Linked DNA regions of Mus musculus: regions 1 and 2 are each linked to region 3. Evidence: chromatin contacts called from public Hi-C data. All regions are on one chromosome and are shown on one strand. The core of a region is the stretch at or near the end of the contact, and the rest is flanking DNA. Distances in the headings are between cores, read along the strand shown.

The links. A called contact is a pair of places that touch in the nucleus more often than the background predicts.
Region 1: a Hi-C map of bone marrow-derived macrophages shows a contact between it and region 3, with 11 read pairs. The contact joins two enhancer-like sites.
Region 2: a contact with region 3 is called in a Hi-C map of epidermal suprabasal cells, with 4 times the contacts expected there. The contact joins two enhancer-like sites. A contact is called at or near these places in 1 of 15 datasets of contacts at CTCF or cohesin (large pre-B cells), 3 of 484 Hi-C or Micro-C datasets (bone marrow-derived macrophages, epidermal suprabasal cells and nephron progenitors) and 2 of 115 datasets of contacts at active chromatin or transcription factors (the NIH/3T3 cell line and large pre-B cells).

The regions. Positions count from the first base shown.
Region 1 is chr13:75,157,032-75,159,731 of GRCm38.p6, reverse strand. No RefSeq gene overlaps it. Among named protein-coding and RNA genes, the nearest start is that of Pcsk1, 69 kb to the right of the region's middle. Within about 2 kb of position 1,336, at least 9 of the 459 cell types and tissues checked have an H3K27ac peak or open chromatin away from gene starts, as enhancers often do. A contact at or near this core is called in bone marrow-derived macrophages, where this site is marked.
Region 2 is chr13:75,269,732-75,272,431 of GRCm38.p6, reverse strand. No RefSeq gene overlaps it. Among named protein-coding and RNA genes, the nearest start is that of Pcsk1, 180 kb to the right of the region's middle. Within about 2 kb of position 1,316, at least 10 of the 459 cell types and tissues checked have an H3K27ac peak or open chromatin away from gene starts, as enhancers often do. A contact at or near this core is called in epidermal suprabasal cells, where this site is marked.
Region 3 is chr13:75,796,656-75,799,355 of GRCm38.p6, reverse strand. No RefSeq gene overlaps it. Among named protein-coding and RNA genes, the nearest start is that of Glrx, 42 kb to the left of the region's middle. Within about 2 kb of position 1,410, at least 284 of the 459 cell types and tissues checked have an H3K27ac peak or open chromatin away from gene starts, as enhancers often do. A contact at or near this core is called in bone marrow-derived macrophages and epidermal suprabasal cells, where this site is marked.

The sequences.
Region 1 (2,700 bases), core at 87-2,586, 640 kb after region 3:
AATGGTAACAAAAAGTGTGTCCTGGAGGCTTCCATTCATATAACTAAACTATCCATACCTTGGACTCCAATGAAGTTCTTACAATACAAATAAGTCCTTAAATATATAAGTACAACCTGCTCAGTCTGTATAATGTTCTTTATATGTATGTTTGCAGGGTTGGTATTTGATATTGTATATCCAATTAGTATGTTCTTTCCCAAGAAAAATTAATTCTCTTACTCTGAGCATTCCTTATTTATCTACAGTTCTGTATGAAGTTGTTGCAGGATATTGTATCTCATTGAGAACCTGGATATTGTGAATTGTTTTTCACTGTGGTATGGCTCAGCCTTTGATCCTAGAGCTTTCTGTTTATTGTAAACAAGCACTTGTGGTGTGGATCAACCCTAGCACACAACTTTAATCCAAGAGTTAAAGAGTCAACCCTAGAGGCAGAGCAAGCAATCAGCTGAAAGGGAGTGAACATAAGTAATAGAAGGGAGGGTTTTTGAGTTGAGTGGGTTTTATGAAAGAGCTTTTTCCTCCAAGATATGGGTGGTGCCTTTTCCTTCTTGGACATAGGTGGAGTAGGAAGCTCACCTGGGTACTTTCTGTGCCTCTCTGAGCTAGCAGGCTTTCACCACAGCATCTGACTCCCAAGTGTTCATTTGGTAAAGCAAACAGCTGGGATTTTGGTGCATGACTTTAATCCGGGCACTTGGGAAGCAGAAGCAGGCGGATTTCTGAGTTTGAGGCCAGCCTGGTCTACAAAGTGAGTTCCAGGACAGCCAGGGCTATATACAGAGAAACCCTATCTAGAAAAACCAAAAAAATTAAAAAAAAGCAGGGGGGGGATTTTTGTTTTCAAACAACATGTAGGGTTGAGGCCTCCTGGATTTTCCAGGTTCACATTAGCTTGTCTACTATTGCTGTCTTTGTTCTGTTCATGTATTGGAAGTCATGTTGGTGACTTTATGGGTGTAGCTTCTGACATTCCTAGGAGACACAATCTCACAGCAAACTCCTGTATCTCTGGCTCTTGAAATCATTTTACCCTCTGTTCTACAATGTCCCCTGAGCTTTATATGCAGAAGTTGTACTATAATCCATTGGGGTTGAGCTCCACAATTCTATGTTCTGATTGGATTCAGCTTTCTATCAATTAAAAGGTAGACATGAACTGGATGGGATATTAATCAGCCATAAAAAGATGAAAATTCTGGCTTTTGTAACAGCACAGATGATGAGTAGATAGAATGCTAAGTCACAGAAACCAGGATCAGAAATAGTGTGTTACCTCACTGGCATATGGAATGACAAAGTCAAACCACAGAGGCAGAGAATAGAAGAGGATTTTATCATTTCTTCCCTTTTTTATTTTTTTCTTCCTCTTTTTCTCAATCTCTCCCTATCTGTGTGACTGACACATTTAAAAGGAGCTTTAATAAGCCAAGTCACTCTGGAGAAAACATTTCCTAGTTTCTTATGTTTGCATTAACATATATGGTTTCATAGGGCAAATATCAAGCAATAAGATAGAGTTGATCAAGCAATCCACTTTAAATATTAATTGTTGATGAATTATAAATGTACAATTAGGAACCTTTTGAAAGTATCCATGATATTGATGTTGGAGCTAAATTTACTATTACCTCACTATTTACTATTACTCACCCTGCATTGGTTCAATGGGAAGCAGATGAGATGGTTCAGGAAGTAGATTAGCAGCCAAAGCTGAGTAGTTAAAAATAAACTGGAACAAAGAACAGCAATGCCCAACCCTGAACTAAATACTAGCTAGGTCTCTGGGGTGAGAAAAGTAAGAGTTAAAAGAAAAAACACAATGAGGTAGACCTTTCTGTTTGACCTTTTATTTGCTTATTTTATTGTATTATTTTATTGTTTATTTGCTTATTTTATTGTTTTATTGTTTGGTCTTACACTCAAAATCTTTCTTTCCTGACCTTGAAATGCAGGGACCATAGTTATGTCTAAAACCTGGCTTTATTGAAGACTTAAGTTGTTTTAAGATGAATATTCTTTTATCTTCTGGAGGACATATTTGCATTTAGATGTTGGATTCTGTGGTTTAAATTTAGTGTTTTCTTAACTAATCTTGGGAATTTCCTTCTGGGTGTCAGGAGATGAAGAATAAAACATTCTACCCCAGTGCTAAGCATTGCTTCATCAGGATAATTTCTTTTAGTGTCACCTCTTGGTTTTCATCTAAACAACATGAACTCACCTAAAGAGCATACAATAATGCACAATACTGGACATTTCCTAATATAGCAGCAAACAAAATATATCTATGATCCTGGAAATCCCAGCATCTTGTAAGGGTGTTTATAAACCCAAAACTACTTTTTAAAGAATCTGAGATGATTTGCCTTTTACACCATGGGTACAAAAGGTATTATTCTTCTGTGAGTAAGAATCAAGCTGGTGGACATTCCCTGCCAGAGGATAGGAGTCCGCCTGGCCCGGGAGGGCTTTGCCCGAGCATCTGCGGGAGACATCTTGGTTCCCGGACTCCACAGAGACTAGTCTGCACAGGTGAGAGTGTGGACTACAGAAGCTAACAGCTTCTCGGACAGGTCCTGTTTGGGGCCTTCATCTTCTGACAGGAGGCAAGTCTGAACACCACATATCTGTGCACCTTCCGTGAAAGAGGAGAGCCTGCCTGCAGAGAGTGCTGTGACCACTGAAACTCAGAAG
Region 2 (2,700 bases), core at 67-2,566, 530 kb after region 3:
TAAATGGAAAGAACTCCTTTCCTGTCCTTAAGATGTTTCTACTGGGTATTTTGTGACGTCATAAAAAACTAAAACAATTTTGAAGAAAGTATATTGCTATTATTAATGCAGATAACACTGCTATATGATTTTATTTAAAATCTTCCTTGAAGGTTTTGTTTGTTTGTTTGTTTTTCTTTTTCTTTTTCTTTTATAATTTACTAAACTGAGTAACCCAATGAATAGAGAAACCCAATTATTTTGTTTCATGTAGGTGAAAGTAGTGCTATTGTAAGCTTCTCCTTCAAGCATTGCACTCTGGAAACTTTGGACACTAGTTCAAAATGTGTTAAAGTGTCAAAAACAAAACCTGTAATATTTTTCTATATCTTAATTTTAGTTCTATTTCTCATCCTGTGATTTGTTGTTCCTTCCTCTCTAGGGCCATATAAAACTGGCCCCATATGAATATGAAGGGACAGGGTGGGGACAGAACATTTCTTCCTTATTGACTGGCATACCAATTTACTGGTGGGAATTCTTGGTTAGAGCTCCATTCTCCTTACCAGCTTCCTAAATTCTGTCTTTGGAATACATTGAACAAAAGGATTCAGATTTTTCAGAAATGGACAAAAGTGTTATAACAGCCACCCCTTTTAATTTCTACTCAAATTAAAATCAGACATGACCCACTCTGGTTGATTTTTTTTGTTTGTTTGTTTGCTTTTGTTTTTTCTTCAAGATTCGCTTTCCTTTCTGTGGGTTGAGCAGTTAAAACAAAGCTTATTCTATTGACCTTATGCCATTTCTTTGGAAAGCAGACAAAAATAAGTTCATTCTGAGTCAAGCATAAGTAATACAGTCTATTATTCACTGTTTCCCTTTCAGCCTGAGGTGAGCTGACTTCACCTTTATATCTGAAATGTGAGAGAATGGTGACATTTAATTAGAATGTGTCCTTTCTTGGGGCAACCATCCTTTATTCATTAGTGGAAATATTATAAAGCAAGAAGCTATGGAGACCAGTGTCTGAATGGTGGCTGAAAAACCTCATCTCCTGGTATTCTTGGTCTTGTATAAACCCTTCCCATAACCAGTAAACTTGACCTACATAAGCAATGGTAATTGCAGAAAAAAATAGTGTATAGCTTCTGAACTTGGTCATGGGCTTCTGGACTTTTCTTAAAGCTCCCATTGGGGATACTAGCCACCATATTATGAGCATCTTCAAGTAGCTCTCTGTAAAGAAACCAAGGATTCCTTTCAGTAGCACAGTGAACTTGTAGTTTGAGAGTGAGTCACTGAGTGACCTTAGATACAGATCATCCAGACTCAGTCAAGTGCCTGTAGTCTCAGCTGACATCTGACTCATGAGAAAGTATGAGCCAAATGACATAGCTCACCTACTCCCAAATCCTTGACAGACAGAAACTCTGAGATAATAGCTCATCATTATAATTTTAAACTAATAAGTCAAGATAATTTGTTATGTAGCAATAGACAATTAATGTAAAGTATATACAGATTCTCATGAAGACATACAAAGATATTGTCAGTAATTTCCTGTGTTTTCAATTTCCATCATAAAATATAAAGACTATATTTGAGGAAAGGATTGACCTAAGCTTTATGGTCTGTTATTCTCCAAATGACACTTTATCATTATTAAACCTACCTCCTTTCCCAGAAGATTAGCACATGTCAAGTAACAAAGTGTTTTACTCAACTAAATTCTCCTCTGTATGTCAACATGGCTTCCTTAACACATCCTCTCTCTTTCAAATTTATGTGCCAATCTTCTGGAGGTAAGGGGAACTGAAAAAATGTTTGGCTATTTCTGGGTCAAGTTCTAGGCATAGGAAAACAGGAGCAACTCATAGCTTCTTGTGTTCTCACCTGCTAGGATCTGTCAGTTATGCCTTTTCTCCTGGATTTATACCCTTTAAACCTCCCCTGTAGGAACTTAAGTTTTTGCTGTGCAACCAATCAGAAGACTGAGGTCACGTTAGTCTATATCACATATATGGTGGGCTAGTTTAGGTATGTATGACATATGACAGATAGGTGAGGAGGTGTTGTGAATAAAAAGTTTCTTTCTTATCATTGGAATATTCTATTCTACTCTACTCTACTCTACTCTACTCTACTCTACTCTACTCTACTCTACTCCACTCTACTCTACTCTACTCTACTCTATTCTACTTAAGTTCCCAGACTTTGAAATCCAAATCCAAAAGCTTAGCCCAGACTTCTTATAGCCTTGTTTTTCTTCTCTACTTACATATTCTCTTGCCTAAAATCTGAAGAAAGAAAGCATGAGAAAGAAACACATAAATTTTCCAAAAATATAATCCTACACACTTGATATTTTAAATAGAGTCCACAAATTCGACCATGACCTTTCTCTAAAATTATGAGTAGAGGATTTCTGAATGTCGGCATCTAGGGTAAATTTTAAGGCAAGCTCAAAGACATTTTTGGATATTGAATCTAAGCATTTGGAAAACCTTTAACATTCATTCCTAGGATCTTTCTCTTACTAACATGTTATAAAGTAGTCTGATTCAGACACTTTTTTTTTCTTTTGCGATTGTTAGCATTTCTTCTAGGCTACACCACTCAGTTACCTGGCTCAATCTAAAAGAGGCTGCTTACCCCCTCCTCTCTCTTTGCCTTTCTCTACAACCCCCCGACTCCCCTTTCCATGCCCTAAATAACCTC
Region 3 (2,700 bases), core at 161-2,660:
CAACCAGAGACCCGTTCCTCGCAGATAGGAGACCCAAAAAAGAGGTCCATCTGTGGCACTCAAGGCCGATCCAGCCTCATCTGGCTTGTTACCTATGCTGTGTACTTCCATGTGACAGGGGCAGAGGCAGAATCTATAACACGTTTTCCTGGCCTGCTCCAGCTGCCTAAGGTCGAGCCCAGCCAGCAGTGTTCCTTGTCTGTCCACTGGAGGCAGGTTTGTCACCATATCCCTGCAAGCCACTGTGAAAAGCCTTGTTTGCTTTTGCCCTAGAGTCCAGCCAGTCCCCTGACCTCTAACCCAGAACTATTTGTTCCAGGCGTTCCTCAGTCTGACATTCTAGTTGAAAACAAAGCCAAAAAAAAAAAAAACCCAAACCAAAAAAACCCAACAAACAAACAAACCTACCATCTTCCAATCATCCCTCTATATTTGGGGGTCAGATGAGCTGGTTACCTTTATGGTCTAGAGGGAATGAGTCAGTTAGCGTTTAAGCAAGAAGCAACATCTGCTGTAGTTCAGAGGCTGGCAGAGCACCAACGGCTGGGAAACTGTAGGAAGCAAGAGACCTGGCCAGAGTTCTTTAGTCCTATGCTGTGTGTCCATGAATGCCTAGGCCAGTTCCTCCTCCAACAGATATTTTGTCTCATGTTAGAAACCTTCTCTGTAGCATCTGGCCAAAACCTAAACCTATTGCTGGCCAGAGTTTTCTGAGACCCACTTCCAGCCTCAGAAATAGTTGAGGCTTGATGTCAGACTTGTCATAGCTGGCTGGGTTTTGCTTCATTTCCTCTTCCTAACAGTTGCTCAGCCAGTCTTTATTTGCATGTGGGCAAAGACTTTGGTAAAGAAAGGAGGAGCCTTGTTAGCTGCCGTCTCACTCATGGCTAAGTCATGAGTAATTCTACTAGCAGAGCTAGTATTTGATACCCCTTACTCCTTTCTGCTTATACAGAAAGGTGAGGGATTATATAGGATTATTTATGAGTTTCTGTTAATTGTAAAATTTAGTACAAATCCAGCAATGAGGGTAGTGATGGTCACTTTTTCTATTTGTTCAGAGATCATGTACAATCTTGTACCCTTTACATAACACATATACACCTTGAATACACATGTGCATATGTGCTTGCCACACCACATTCTATAACAAGGAAAGGACCTCGAGGAATGGTTTGGATAGAGGGTATGTATTTCTGCTAGTGTTCCTGGCAGGCCTTGCAGTCAGGCCTGGCTGCTAGCAGTCTCAAAGCTCACAGAATTCAGAGACCATCCACTCCAGGCTGCTGCTTATCCCACACTATCCAGCAGATGGCGCTGCACGCCGCACTGTCGCACCTGTCTGCCTTGGCTGTCAGGAAGTCAGAGTTACTACTGTGCAGTCAGGAAGTGGGTCTGCTCTCACTGAGCAGCGGTGGCTTACGCAAACCATGACTCATGGGTTTGACGAGGGCCTTTGTCAGAAGCAATGAGATCTGACCGTCACCACCCAATGGAAAGCAAAGTGCCTAGCTGGCCGGAGATCATGGTTGCTCACCGTTGATGCCTGGCTTTTTCAGGCAGCATGAGTTCATGCGGAATTTCAGAACCTGGCTGTGACTGATTCACTTTCTGTAAACGAGGGTCACCATTTCCACTTCCTCCGCTTGGGCTATTATTTGAACTTCGAGGTCAGCAACTGTTCTGGTGCTTACCGGAGGCTTTTGAGTATTTCATAAGTACTATTTCTTTCCTCTTCTTAAAAGTTTACTTTGCGATAAGGTCTCAGTATGTAAGCCTACCTTCTTGGAACTGGCTATGTAGATCAGTCTGACATCCAGTCCACCCGCCTCTGTTTCCTGAGTGCTGGGATTAAAGGCACATCTCACCACCCACTCATCGCAGCAACATTTAGCACAGATCTGAAGTATGAAATTGTTATCTCTCAGCCCTTCAAAAGTGGGTTAGTCTCAAATATCATACTGCTCTGCTTTTGCCTGGAGGGCAGGAGAGTAACCTCCATAGAATGCCTGAAACTTGGATGGTATTAAACTCTATACACACCGTTTTACTATATATATACATATATATCTTATCATATATGTGGCTGTATCTTTTGTAGTTTGTGAAGCCATAGAAAGTTAGTTCAGACTTCTTCTTTTCCTTTTTTTTTTTTTATTTTATTGTTAGAAGATCTTAGCAGCTCCAACATAATTCTTTTATTAGTGGAGACTTTTATCCTGTCTTATACATTTTTTGCTTGTTTGTTTGTTTTGTTTTTCGAGACAGGGTAGACCAGGCTGGCCTTGAACTCGGAAATCCACCTGCCTCTGCTTCCCGAGCGCTGGGATGAAAGGCGTGTGCCACCATGCCCGACTCTGTCTAATACATTTTATAGCTCATCTTTGGTGTACCTGACTTGTACCTGTTGTCTTATACATTGTGGTCTGTAATTGAGTTAGGGTGAATTGAACACAGTCAAGGACTTCATCCTCTGACTAGTGGGTAGTGGCATATACAGTGGATGCAATGGCCTGGATGACTCATACAATAGACTGGACCCTATGGGAAGGATGAGATGGCATCATACTCAGCGCTAAGGGCATGTATACCATCTTACATCATACTCAGCGCTATGGGCATGTATACCATCTCACAACTTAAGAACGGTTTATTTCTAGAATTTTCTATCTCATACTTTGGGAATGTTGTTAAGGCTAA